Linked DNA regions of Mus musculus: region 1 is linked to region 2. Evidence: chromatin contacts called from public HiChIP or PLAC-seq data. All regions are on one chromosome and are shown on one strand. The core of a region is the stretch at or near the end of the contact, and the rest is flanking DNA. Distances in the headings are between cores, read along the strand shown. Region 1 overlaps Gabbr2 (gamma-aminobutyric acid (GABA) B receptor, 2). Region 2 has its middle 10 kb from the start of Galnt12.

What was found. HiChIP or PLAC-seq counts read pairs in DNA pulled down with a chosen protein or histone mark.
Region 1: a contact with region 2 is called in an H3K4me3 HiChIP or PLAC-seq map of bone marrow-derived macrophages, with 5 times the contacts expected there. The contact joins two enhancer-like sites. A contact is called at or near these places in 1 of 39 promoter capture datasets (the C10 cell line), 1 of 115 datasets of contacts at active chromatin or transcription factors (bone marrow-derived macrophages) and 1 of 9 other capture datasets (embryonic stem cells).

Annotation. Positions count from the first base shown.
Region 1 is chr4:46,749,859-46,757,142 of GRCm38.p6, forward strand. The region is part of intron 7 of Gabbr2 (gamma-aminobutyric acid (GABA) B receptor, 2); the gene reads right to left. Among named protein-coding and RNA genes, the nearest start is that of Gm32208, 96 kb to the right of the region's middle. Within about 2 kb of position 5,158, at least 58 of the 459 cell types and tissues checked have an H3K27ac peak or open chromatin away from gene starts, as enhancers often do. A contact at or near this core is called in bone marrow-derived macrophages, where this site is marked.
Region 2 is chr4:47,078,343-47,085,296 of GRCm38.p6, forward strand. No RefSeq gene overlaps it. Among named protein-coding and RNA genes, the nearest start is that of Galnt12, 10 kb to the right of the region's middle. Within about 2 kb of position 2,494, at least 39 of the 459 cell types and tissues checked have an H3K27ac peak or open chromatin away from gene starts, as enhancers often do. A contact at or near this core is called in bone marrow-derived macrophages, where this site is marked.

The sequences.
Region 1 (7,284 bases), core at 3,908-6,407, 330 kb before region 2:
TATCAAGGGATGGAGACAGAGGTGAGGTTTTTAATTGTTGGTCCTGTGCCCACTATAGGGTTTCCCTGAGGCTATCTGGCTGGAGGACCATCAGGGTGTTGGGAAGCTGGGTTTCCTCCCTCCCTCCCTCCCTCCCTCCCTTCCTTCCTTTTTTTATTACATCTATCTATCTATCTATCTATCTATCTATCTATCTATCTATCTATCTATCTATCTATGTGTGGTTTATTATTAAGGATGGACTTGGCTGAGTATGGTGGTATACACATTTAATCCCAGCAATCAGAAGGCAGAGGCAGAGGTAGAGGCAGAGGGCAGAGGGCAGAGGGCAGAGGGCAGAGGGCAGAGGGCAGAGGGCAGAGAGATCTCTGAGTTTGAAAGCAGCTTTGTCTACAAAGCAAGTTCTAAGACAGCCAGGGCTACACAGATAAACCCTGCCTCAGGAATAAAAAAGATGGAGAATGTTTTGGGACAATCATCCTGAGCTGACGTCAGCCCCAATTATAACTGGGCTATGATGCAGTTCAAAATTAAGCATTTCCAGCCAGCAAGACCTGACAACTGTCACAGGCAGATGAGCACCTCTCATTAGGGACTTTGGGGGCTAAAGATTGCTGTCATCTCTAGCATCTGCCTTGATGGTTCTCATATGCTTGGCTGAGTACACTAGGGATTTAAAGAAGGCACATTAGTTCCTTTTCCCCACCGTGGTCCCTGCTAAAATCCTGCAATTATTCAAGGAAACTGATGAGAAGAAATTGGCATGCAATCTGTCACTGCATCTTAACAACTTGCTTAGGTGGAATGGGGGTGATGCCCACTTTACAGATCAAGAAACTGAGGCTGGGCTGGGGAGATGGCTCAGTAGGTAAGGTACTTGTCCTGTGAGGATATGAGTTTGATTCCTCAGCATCTCTGTAAAAGTCTGGGAGTGGCGGAAACACTTGCATTCCCAGTGCTGTTTATGTTGAAATGAGAAGTGGAATTGTAAAATTCCTGGGCGAAACCCTGGGCATATGGCTTGGTGTAGGAAGCCTTGAATATAAAGAGATCCTGTCTCAAACTCGGTGAAAGGTGAGGACCAATACCCGAGATCGTCTCCAGCTTCCATGTGCACGCAGGCATACATGCGCGCGCGCGCACACACACACACACACACACACACACACACACACACACACACACACGAGTGCGATCACAGTTTCATTTTGTTTAGTAGTGCCAGGGATCAAACACAGGACCCTGTGCACATGAGCTGAGTGCTCTACCATCGAGCCACATCCCTAATTGTTTTATTTAAGACGCAGGCTCTCTCACTGGAGTTGGTGAAAACTCAGGAAGGAAGCTGTTTCCATGGAATCCTGCTTTCCTCTCACTGTGTGCGGAGCATTTGCAGCCAGGGCAATGGTGGTCCATACGCACTGCATTGTCAGGAGAATGCCTGGGGTGGAGGTGGGGTGGGGCATGGGATGGGGGCAGTCCCTAAGGTGAGGCAGGCCTGTGTCTTTAAGAGCTAAGAGGATCCCGCACCTCATCTTCAGAAACACCTTCCAAAGCCACTTTGACACCTTGAGAAGCCCTGTAGACAGCTGTGAGTAGTATCAGTTTGAAACTGAACACCCACCCAATTCTACATTCAGGTGACAGTAAGCAATTCCCTAAAGTGTGAAAACACTTCAAGGGAAGGTGAGACAGGAGCTGTGATTTTATTTCTAGGGATGATTGGAAATCACAGAACACCTTCCAAAAAGATCATGTTTATGCAAATGGACCACTTTACCTGGGTGGGAAAGATGCAAACCACTCTCCACAAGGAGAAAATGGAAAGAAATTCCCCCCAAGGGCAGAGCCCTAAATTCTTTGCCGATCTCTTGCCAGCATCTGAAGAATCCCAAAGGCAACTAGGAGTAGAATGTGGTCTGTCCGGTGGTGGATTCTTTGCTGGTTATATTAAAAAGCATGTGGGGGCGTGTGCGTGGCCAGATGGAATGGGTGGGAGAGAAAAACACTCTCCTGCTTTGTAAAAATTTATTGTTACTTTAAAAATTGTGTGTGTGTGTGTGTTCATGTGAGCGTGTGCAACACATTAGTTCAGGTGCTCACAGGTGTCATGTGACGCAGTTTACCGAGCGACCTGCCACTCAGTTTCCCTTCATCATTGTCAACTACTCAGAGGGCCGTTGGCCTGGATGAGGAAGGACTCTTGCTCCTGAGTAATGAAGGAAGCCTCTTTAGAAGCTACCCTCCGGGTTACAAGATGACCAGCTCACAACACGACATTTGGCCTACCCTGTGCCAAGTATTCTTTGTTTTAAATATGGGTCTCACTACGATGCCCAGGGAGCCTCTTCCTCAGCCACTGAATAGCCAGCTAAGTCTCCAGGGGTGCTATACTATGCTCTGCCCAAGTACCCCACTGGGCACCGAGTCTCACTCTAGGGGACTGTTGTATCAATCAATGAATAAGAAATGTCAGTCAGTGATGGGGCTGTGATGGTGAAGAAGGAAGAGAGGCTGATCTAGCTGTGGACTTGGTCTTGCTTCTCTGAGTTCTTTCTGCAGTCCTTGCTCCTGGGTCTCATTCCCACCTCCCTTCCTGTAGGCAACACTTGCTTCACTGTCTGCTTCCGGCAACCTAACCCAAGACTTCCTGTTGGGGAGGGGATGTGGGCAGGAAGAGGAGGAGGCGAGGGCTTCTGAGAGAAGTCCTAGGGTTCACCAGCCTTCTCTGGCTTTTTGTGGTAGATCACTGCAGTCAAACAGTGTGAGAGGCAGGTAGGAAGACAGGGAAAACTGGAGACATGAGGAGAGAGGAGGCTTCGTCCCGGAACACAGCTGACCTTTCTCTCCAGCGGGGATGCAAGAGTTCCGGCGGGGTTAGCCCCTGCTTAAGGCCTTTGCCCTGTCACAGGTGCAAACGTGTGCTTTCCTAGGATTCTCACTAGACGCCCTGTTTACAGGGACAGGCAAGTACTAACCCTCTTGTGCAGCCTGTCAGGTTACAATTCCATCTCTGCCGGCTCAGACCCACCTCACTTATCAAAAGATAGAGAGAAGGAAATATATGTTTCTTAGCAACCCTTTGAGATATAACTCAAGCATCTCCAAAATAGCATATAGAATTACTAATAAGACAAGGACTTTTGTCCTTTGAGGAGCCTGTTGCCCACACGTGGGTGTGTGTATTACTCTCCGCAGTTCCCAAGTCCGTGCCCTCAGGCAGGCCTTGTGTTTCCTTCTGAATTCTCTTTCTTCTACCTCTCATATTTAACTCTATGTTTAAAGTGGTTCGACCTAAAATTCTTTGCTCCGAAGCCACCAATCTCAGTTTGACCCACACTAAGGTTCCTAGAAGATGAGGGGACTCCTCAGGCTGCCGAGAGAGGCAGCATGGAGCTGTGTCTTGGTCTCCTTCCTACTTTCTAAAACCCCAGAATTGTGCTCCCCTTTCAGAAAGCCTTTACATATATAAATGTCACGGCTCTCCTTGAGCAGAGCCAGTCCAGGGCTGCCGCCTCACTGGGGACCAATCCATGTGAGAAATTAGATCCCAAGGCAACAGGGTTTGGTAGCTGCGACCCAGGCAATACTCATAGTTCACTCTCTCATCCATATATTCTTCTCTGTGTTGCAGGGGTGTTCAGGCCTCCCAGTCACATTTCCCATAATCCCCTGCTAACCAGTTCCATTTGCGTCTTGCTAATGGGAAGCATTCACAGGGAAAAGTTCATATCAGGGATTTTTTTTCCCCAATCCCCATCCTGGTTTTGGGCACAGTAGTAAAAGCTACAGGTGATCAAAGATGGAGTGGGGCCAAGTGGTACCCAGCTACCTGCTGAGTGCTTAGAGAGATACAGTCTCCAGTGTGGCAGATCTGGCAGGGCTAGGGGCAGCATCCACAGGGTCCAGCGTGCTTCGATGTCACCTCTTTATTTGATTTGTATTCTACATCTGCTCCTTGATCACTTTGAGAAACCCATTTGGAAGTTAGATAGCATTTCGATCAGCACCCTATGAAGATGCTAGACCCCTCTGGCCTTGCAGAGGCAATGACAGCCCCACCTTCCTTCCTATCCCTCCACCTCCAGGGACCTGGGAATGCTTGCCATGTATCACGTCAGGGACAACCCTGCTTGTTCCAGCCCTCCCAAGGAAGTCCTGGGCTGACACAGGGGTCTAACTTGTTTTGATAAGAACCTCTGTGGAGCAGATTCGGAAATAAAATCCTTGAGGAAAGTCCCAAGGTGGAGATGAGTCAAGGGTTTGCTTTCCTCTGAAAGAGATGTTGTATAAGAAAGAGTGGAAGGCCATGAGCCCCTGGGGAGGAGGACAGTAAGGAAGACAGCCCATGAGGACACAGTGTAATGACACCCACACATGAAGATGCCACAGTGAAATCCATTACTTTGTATGCTAACCTCAAAAATTAATTTAAAAACGCTATGGCTAAAAGGAGAATTTTAAAAAGCAGCCTGCTTCATGACGATCAATCTCAGCTGACAGGGCAGCGTGTGAGCTACACGTGTGGGGGTGGGGGATACAGGAGGGGGGATGTGGGGAACTCAGCTTCAGGACTGGCCAGAGAGTGGGGACTGTCATGCTGTCTCTGAGCCTCAGGCCTTCTATCTGAAAGAACAATTCCTACCTCTCAGGACAGTGTGGGAAGATTAAAGAAGAGACTTAGAAAGGAGACTGGCCCTGCATTGGGCCCAGAAGGACATTTAATAAGTAATCTATTTTATCTAAGTCACTTTAGTGCCAGGTCTAATCCTTAGGGTGGAGTAGGGTGGGGGTGGGGTGGGATGGGGGGTGGAGATGGGGATGGGGAGAGGAACAGGGATGGGGTGGAGATGGGGATAGAGATAGGGGAACAGGGAGGGGGAGGGGAGCAGGGAGGGGGAGGGGGGAGTGCATCCTGTAGGCTCCAGGACCCTTTTAGAAAAGCTTCTGCTTTCAGACTGTATCTCCAACAGTTCACTACTGGATGTAGAACATACACAATAGTGACTTATAAGTCACATGGGTCAAGCCTTAGACTGGGGCCTCTTCTTTCCTTCCTTTCTTTTGTGGTTTCAGCTTCAGCTTCTCAGCAGAGGATGGGCTGGCCTGCCCGGGACTGGCATCAGGTTTGAGAGGCCAGAAGTGACGGCTTTGGTGAGGTTGACAGGCAGCCCTTGGCTGAAGTTGGTAACGAATCAGAGAGGAGATCCCCGAGCACAGCCTGAGGGCCTGGCCCCTGGGTACTGGACAGAGTCACGGTCTGTGCTTCTCAGAGCATGCTGGGAAATGTTTCTTCCTGAGCGTGGCTTTGGAGTGCATATTTGCCTCTGGGCAGTCACGCTTGCTGTGGGAGAAGGGGCATGTACTAGTATCTGAGCGTGTGTGTGAGTGTGTGTGTGATCATGCACACTCCACTGTATATATGCTTTAGTGCATGTGTCTGTGCATGTGTTCATGTGCATGTATGTATATGTGTGCATGCGTTTTTATGTCTATGTGCATATCTCTGTACATATGCATGCGTGTAAAATCTGCACAGAGGTGGAGAGTTCCTTTTTTAAATTTAGTTTTAAAAACATTTTAATGTGTGTGCATGTGCCTGCTTGTCTGTATGTATACCACGTGTGTGCAGGTGCCAGTGGAGGCCAGAAGAGGGTATTGGATTCCCTGGAACTGAAGTTACAGGTGGTTGTGAGCTACCTAATGTCAGTGCTGGTGTTGGTAATCAAACCAGGTCCTCTGCTAGAGCAGCAATTGCTCTTCACGGCTTAGCCATGTCTCCAGCTCCCACTCGCAGGTGAGTGGATCTTGAAAAGCTGAAGGTTGAGGGCCAGGAGCCCTGCCCAGTTTGCTGGAGAAGTGGGCAGCCATCGCAGGCTGAGTGGACAGTCCTGTAGACATTGACTGGTTCTTCACCTGGGTCTGCAACAGTCTCCAAGGAACAACACAATATTGTTATTGGAGCTACAAGACTGCAGAGTGGGTCCCCATTTATGGAGGGTGGAGCTTGATACCATGCAGGCATGGAGGAGAAGGTATCCTCTGTCCCCACAGGGACAGCAGAACTTAAAAGAGAGGGAAAGATCAAATAATTAGATCTGTCTATCCTGTGTTCTGTAAAGGCAGAAAAAGTTCTTTTTCCCCTGCGTGTCTCCTTGGACTATAGGAGAGGCCATATTTTGCCTTCTATTTAAAATGTTTTTCTTACACTGCAGACTCTTTGGAGAGGTCTGAGCCTTCAGATGTGTGGTGTGAGAGGCAGGGAGGTTGAAAGTCAGAGGAGGGGTGGGGCATGAGGCGTGGCCTGCCCACTGCCACTCTCTGAGGTTGGTAAGATGGAGTAAAAGCCCAAGTAGCAACTTTCCACAAAGCACTTGGTAGCCTAAGGCAGGGCTGGGCTCAGCAGAAGGAAGTGGAGACTTGAGAAGGCTGGTGGATGGTCCACAAGAGAAGATCTGCTCCTTCTCTTTGGTTAGTGTGAAAGCAGAGGCAGGTTTTGGGAACAGCAAATATCAGACATGCATGAAATGTGCACAGAATAAAGGAATAGTGTAAAGCGAACTCTGATACAGGAGCACAAAATACCCCAAAACATGTCAGCCAACAAGCTGTGCTGGGTGGCGGTGATGAGTCTGGCAAGTACCAGCATCAAAAAGTGAGCAAAATCCAGGCCTAGATTGCACGGAGCTTGCAGTCTGCTGGGAGAGATAAATACTAATAATAGGCACACGGAGACGTATAGAATTACTAATAAATAACATGAAGAAAAAGAACAGTTTGCTGTGCAAGAAAACAAGACCCTAATTTAGACTAGGGGGGATCCAGGAAGGTCTTTTAGAGGGAGGTGGATTTTGGGCTGAGAAATGAAGCAATTTTAGGTGAGCTTAAAGCAACAGGCAGGGGGGTATCTTGGGAAGAAGGAATCACAAGAGTGTTCAAAGGCCCTGGGGCAGGAAAACAGCTGAGAAGTCAAATCATGAAACATTGACTGTGAAGCTGAAGAGGGTGACTGAGGAGAAGATGGACAAAGAACATGATAGGTGACACAGGTAAAGTGAGTGGGAGAGGTGAGGAGTGTGGGAACAGGTGTGTGGGAACAGGTGTGTGGAGACAGGTGAGTGGGGACAGGTGTGTGGGAACAGGTGTGTGGAGACAGGTGAGTGGGGACAGGTGTGTGGGAACAGGTGTGTGGGGACAGGTGAGTGGGGACAGGTGTGTGGGGACAGATGAGTGGGGACAGGTGTGTGGGGACAGGTGAGTGGGGACAGGTGAGTGGAAACTGTC
Region 2 (6,954 bases), core at 1,244-3,743:
CTACTTCATAACTGTAATTTTGCTAGTGTTTTGAACTGTAATGTAAATATCTGTGTTTTCTGATAGTCTTAGGGAACTCCTGTGAAAGAGTTGGTCAACATCCAAAGAGGTCATGATTCACAGGTTGAGAACCACTGGTCTAATCACTGTCTTCTCATGTCCTTGCTGGCTTTGATGGAAACTCACCAGACCATTGACCAGCCTGAGAAGTGAATCCTGCCTTCTCCCATCCCTGGACCTGCCCACCAGTTCCAGCCAGGAGACTTGGTTTGGATAAAGAGAATCCCTGTCTGGATTCTGGAACCTGTCTGGAAGGGACTCTACCCAGTTCTCCTCACCTCCACAACTGCTGTCAAAGTGCCTTGTGTCATCCCTTGGGGAAAATGGCAGCTGAGGACAGATGGACTGTCACTTGGGCCTCAGACCCCTTTGAGATAAGACTCTCCAGAGTTTATTAACCTGAGATACATGATCCTCATCAGCCCAAACCTGGTCATGGGAATTTAGTAAAACCAGGGATTGAGAAACTATCTTTTGATAGACCCCTGCTCTCTGCTCTGTGTCCCTTCCAAGGATAGGACAATGTGGGTCTAGGGGAGAGATGAGGATCAGTAAATCGGGTTGTGGAGAAGACTGGCTGGAAAAAGGCCTATAGGGATCACAATTTTATGCACTCCCTGCCAGTGGTGGGTTATCCTGTCCTCGTATCTTCAAATTACTTGCTTGCTTGAATTAATATGTACCCTCCAACTCACTGGAAGCTCATACCCCCACTCTATGTGTACTGATATATATTATCTCCCAGGTATATGCCTATAATGGAGAAGAGAGTTGACCTTGACTCAGTGAAGGTCAAACAGGGCCCTATTCTGGTCCCAATCCTAGTAGCTGGTACAACTGTCATTGCACCTCAGCCTTGATCACTGGGAACCGAAACTTTGAAGAACTCAGCTCTCAGATAGACATAGGCCTAGGCCATATGGAAAATTCCATTTCCAGGCTAGAGATCCAAGTTGACTCCCTTGCAGAGGTAGTCCTACAGAACTGAAGGACGCTGGACCCCCTCTTTGAGAAACTTTGCGTGGCCTTCAGGGAAACTTGCTGTTTCTATGCCAACCAATCAGTGCTAATTAGGGAAAACATTGCCATGGTCATAGAAAAACTAAAAGAAAGGGAAGAAAGGAGACTGCTCAGGTGACTGGTATCAATCTCTGTATCAGTCTCAGTTTACCTGGTCTCCATGGCTGATCACCAGTGGTTCTTAATCTGATTGGCTCACAGTGAGAATCTGTATCCTCAACTACATAGCCAACTAAAGAACTTGTCCTTAGGACCAGTTATGCACGAGAATAGGACGAGCCAATGTTTTGATTCATGCCCATAAACCAGTGGGGAATATGTCTGGGTGGCTATCCCTGGTGGGGTCTCTATAACAAAAGTAATTTAAAAATAGTAGAGCAAGTCTATAACCCCAGCCCTGGGGTTGTGGGGCTTATGGGCCTACATAATCAATCAACCTAGCTAATTGGTAATCTTCAGATTCACTGAGAGATCCTGTCTCAAAAACTAAGGTGGAGAGCAACTGAGAATGAAAAACAATGTTTTACACACACACACACACACACACACAGAGAGAGAGAGAGAGAGAGAGAGAGAGAGAGAGAGAGAGAGAGAGAGAGCACTTTGGCATTGGCTTCACTGAAATTGGTTCCTTTCTTGTTTCTCTGCCACTCCTCCCTTACGTGGGACCTGCGAGTCAGGACCTGGTTGGTTGGGACTCCTTGAGATGGACCTCTGGCCCAGGACTCTGGTGACTCCTGGCTAAGATGACTTAGCTGGCGCTGAGACGACTTGGGAGCTGAAGCGACTTCTGAGCTAAGAGATGGGAGGAACCATGTCTACCACAGCTGCTTCACACACTTGCCTGGTGTCTGAATGCCTGGGGTCTCCTTCGGGGGCACGGAGGCCTGGCTCAGCCTCCCCAGCGTGGCAGTAGCTGTGCAGTTGGATGGCTTGCCTGGTGTCCTTTCCTTTTATGATCAGATTTGGAACACGCAGAGCGTAGCGTCCACCCGGTTCTATTGACTGGAGCAGTGAGGAGCCTGCTGGCTCAAAGGAGGAAGTGGTCAAGAATCCGAAGCTTGCTTTCTAAGCCACCGCACTGTCAGAGCCAGATTTGGGGGAAGAGTGAGGGCTCCGTTACAGCTGTTTCAGCAACAACCTGATGTATGTGCACGGGCAGACAACAGAGATTCACAGAGACCCAAAGGAACTGGGTGCTCACTTCTCCACCACTTACCGGAGGCCTGGAGCAGGCAGTGGGAACGGGTTCACCGTTCTCATGGATGGCTTACCCATGATCCACTGCAGTTGCTTGAGCTCCAGTTCTTCAGCCTTTTCCAGCAGGAAGAAAGAAGCCGAAGGCTTTCTTTAAGAACTTTGCGGGCTATCTCTATTAACAGTCTTGGGGAAGTGTAAGTATGACTTGCCTGTCTCACCAAGAAGTTCCTCAAAGTGTGTGGGGTTGTGTTTGACACTTAATATAGAATCAGCACTGACTAAACCTTGCCTGTAAACAATGATATTTATTTCATTATTTGTAATCATATGCTATATAAATATATTAGTCAGGATGGTATGGGTTGCCTGGCTTCCCATTTGTTAAAGACGATAGGTGCCCTGTACAGGGGTCACAGGTCACAAGAACTGTAGGTAGGATTGTGAGAGATGAGAAGACAGAAACACGCTTGTCACCCTCAGCAGCCGGAAGGTCCCTTAATCTCTTAGGGACCTGGGTTTGTGTCAAACCCAAATCCTGTCTTCAATGCTGGAAACGTTTCAGGATGATAAATCCAAACGAAGCAGAGTTTTTCATTTTCTTTTATTGAGACAGGGTCTCACTATGTAGCCTTAGCTAGCCTGGAATCTGCTGTGTAGACCAGGCTGTCCTGAAACTCACAGAAATCCACCTGCCTCTGTCTCCCAAATTCTGGGAACTGAAGGCATGTCCCACTATGCAGGCCAAAGCTAGGATTTTATTGAAAATGGAAAGAAAGACATTCAAAGAAGTAAAAGTATTCTTGGCAGCACGAGTATGGGTTTATAATTTATCAAAGGGTATTTTTGGTACATATCTGAAGCAGGAGACTTATGAGCAAGATAGCTTCCAGGGTAAGAATCAGACGTATTTTCAATAGTGGGTGTGGGCTGACCAAAGGAGAGGCACAATTAAATGTCTTAGCATTAGCCATACATGCCATTTTGATGTGCCTCCCCCACTCTCCTTCTTTTTTCTATTGGTGAGACAAGAGGATGGCTCCAGAGTCACTTGAGCAGAATCAAAATCTGTTGGAGGACACAGACAAGGTTGGCTCCTCCCCACCCCTCCTCCAGGTTAGTTTTAGTAACAGAACATGACAGGGTATGAACAGAGAGGGAACTTTCTGATTGGAAAACATACTTTTAGAGGTTAGGAGAGGGTTGGGGAGTGGGGAAGAGAGGAAGGAGTCTAGAGAAAGTGAGGGAGAAGTGGAAGAATGACATTCTAGGTGCCTTCATGGGGTGGGTGAAACTGGTGGGTGAGATGTGTCTCTGCCCTTTGACATGTGATGTTTATGATTCCTAAATGTGCCTGCCTTCTCCTCCAGTCCTGGTACCTTGTTGGGAGTTTGCCCTACACATTCAGACAGGCTGTCTCCTTTTCCATGCAGCATCAGGGAGCCCAGAGGGAACTGTGTGGACTGCCTGACAGATGCTTCACCTCTGTATTTTAGCATTTTTTCCATAAGTGGTGTGGTGGCTGGGAGCCTGTCACAGACTTCCTCCACTGGCAGCCTGCTAGTGTCTATAAGATTGCAGGCAAATGTGATGTTAGCCCTCAGTTCAAATCTAACACTCACAAGGTAAAACTCATAGGGTTGCCCGAAGGGTTTAAGACATGTCCTTTCTCTATCATGAGGTTTTTGGTGAAAGTCCTAGAAACCTGCAGGTTCACAGCTGGGGAGGAAGAAAAGCCATGAGCAGCTGTAATTGTGCTGGGATTCAGGCTTCTTTGCTGGAGAGGGTAGTCAACTGGATTCTAGAGTTTTGTTTTCGTTACTTTTCTATTGCTATGACAAGACACCATGACCAATGAAACCTATACAAGAAAGTATTTAGGCACGTGGTGGTGATGAACACCTTTAATACCAGCACTTGGGAAGCAAAAGCAGGCCAATCTCTGAGTTCAAGGCCAGCCTGGTCTACCGAGTGAGTTAGTTCTAAGACAGCCAGGGCGGGCTACGCAGAAAACCCTGCCTCAAAAGAAAGAAACAAAATCAGAAATTGAAAAGGAAGAAAGGGAGAAAGAGAGAAAGAAAGAAAGAAAGAAAGAAAGAAAGAAAGAAAGAAAAGAAAAGAAAAGAAAAGAAAAGAAAAGAAAAGAAAAAGAACAGAAATGAAAGGAAGAAAAGAAGGAAGAGAGAGGGAGGGAGGGAGGGAGGGAGAGAGAGAGAGAGAGAGAGAGAGAGAGAGAGAGAGAGAGAGAGAGAGAACACAAGCAAGCATTTAATTGTGGGCTTGCTTACAGTCTCAGGGGTGAGTCCATGACCAGCATGGTAAGAGCATGGCTGGCAGGCTGGCATGGCACTGGAGCAGTAGCTGAATGCTTATGTTTTATCTGAAGTTGGAGGCAGAAACAAAGACTGGGTCTAGGATGGGCTTTGGAAACCTTACTGCCCACCCATCCGCAGTAATACGCCTTCGTCAACAAGACACACCTCTTAATCCTTCCCAAAACAGTTCTGCCAACTAGGGACCAGTAACTCAAACATATGAACCTATGGGGCTGTAATGGCTAGTTTTGTGTCAACTTGACACAGGCTGGAGTTATCACAGAGAAAGGAGCTTCAGTTGGGGAAATGCCTCCATGAGACCCAGCTGTAAGGCATTTTCTCAACTAGTGATCAAGAGGGGAGGCCCCCTTGTGGGTGGGACCATCCCTGGGCTGGTAGTCTTGGGTTCTATAAGAGAGCAGGCTGAGCAAGCCAGGGGAGACAAGCCAGTAAAGAACATCCCTCCATGGCCTCTGCATCAGCTCCTGCTTCCTGACCTGTTTGAGTTCCAGTCCTGACTTCCTTGGTGATGAACAGCAGTATGGAAGTGTAAGCTGAATAAACCCTTTCCTCCCCAACTTGCTTCTTGGTCATGACATTTGTGCAGGAATAGAAACCCTGACTAAGACAGGGGCATTCTCATTCTAACCACCACATTCTACTCCCTGGCCCCCATAGGTTTGTAGACATATCATAGTGCAAAATTAATTTAATCCAATTTCAAAAGCCCCTATAGTCTTTTACACCTCAAGACTGTTTACAGTTCAAAGTCTCTTCTGAGACCGTAGGCAATCTCTTAACTGTAACCTTCTGTTAAATCAAAATGAACAAGCAAACTACATACTTTCAAGATATAGTGGCACAAAATATACATGGTCATTTCAAAAGGGAGGATTAGGAGCATAGTGAGGAAATACTGGACCAAAGAAAGACCAAACCTGGTAGGGCAAACTCCAAGTCCTGGAATTCTGTCTCTATCGAAGGGCTTAGATGGTTCTTTAGATCTTTCACTCCGTCCAGCTTTGTTGACCGAAGCACACTTCTTTCTCTTGGGCTGGTTCTACTACCTGTATGCACCTCGCCCTGGCAAACAGCCCATGGCTCTGACATCCCCAACATCTTGGACTGTCCAATACAATCCAGGCTCCGCCTTCGCAGCTTCATGAAATAGTTTCTCTGAACTTCTGTGCAAGGGCTCCTCTCTCTCAACCTCCATGCAGGGGCTCCTCTCCCACATGCCCTACACCGGCAGGTTTTTTTCTTTTTTTCCTACAGAGGAAGATTTAACAACCCCCAGTCCTGTATCCTTTCTGACTCTTAAGCCAGAACCACAGAGCTAAAGAAGCCAAGTTGTGCTAGCTTGGTCTGGAACCTGGACCCCTCTTTAAATTATATTTTCCTAAGTGTTGGCTTGATGCTTTCCTTTGTTGAATAAGCTTCCCTTTACTTTAGGAGGGAAATTCTTGGGCATTTTCTTTTCATAGGTTGGAAGCCTTGCTGGGTAAGTGTAGTCCTGTCCTGGGGTACTGCACCTTTATTTCATTTCTCATCAGGCCTTTCTTTAAACTTCTTATCTCTTCAAGCCCAAGCCTTGAGTCTGACTTTCCTTTCCTCAGTGCTACTTTTCTCATTTTGTATTTCATTTTTCTCTGCTCGTTCTTTATCACTGGTGATCTGTGTAAGAGTGGTCACTGATAACCACATGACAAGTCAATATTAGGCTGCCTTGAAATCTCCTCTGCCAATGAATGATATTAGTCTCAAACTCTTCAATTTAGCCTAGGACAGTTCTTTAGGACAAGAGCAGAAAACAGTCTCATTATTTGCCAAAATATTACAAGAATGGTTTCTAGCCTATCTGCTAATATTGTTCCCTCTGAAACCTTTTGAATTGGACATCTACAGTCCAACATGGCTCTTTTAGTGCTACTTGGATGGCTGGGTAAACCTGCTTGCAATATTCAACCAATTTTCTAGTCCAAAGTTCCAATGCATTCCGTATTTCTCCAACAAACAGCATGGTCAGGTCTGTCACAGATATATCCCAGTCCCTGGTACCAACTTCTGTCTTACTTACTGTCTTAGTTAGGGTTTTACTGCTGTGAAGAGACACCATGACCAAGGTAACTCTTATAAAGGAAAACATTTAATTGGGGCTGGCTTACAGGTTCAGAGGTTCAGTCTATTATAATCAAGGCATGAACATGGCCAACATTCAGACAGGCATAGTGCAGGAGCTGAGAGTTCTATATCTTTATCTGCAGGCAATTAGCAGAATACTGACTTCCAGGCAGCTAGGATGAGGGTCTTAAAGCCCACACCCACAGTGATAAACCTACTCCAAAAAAGCCACACTTACTCC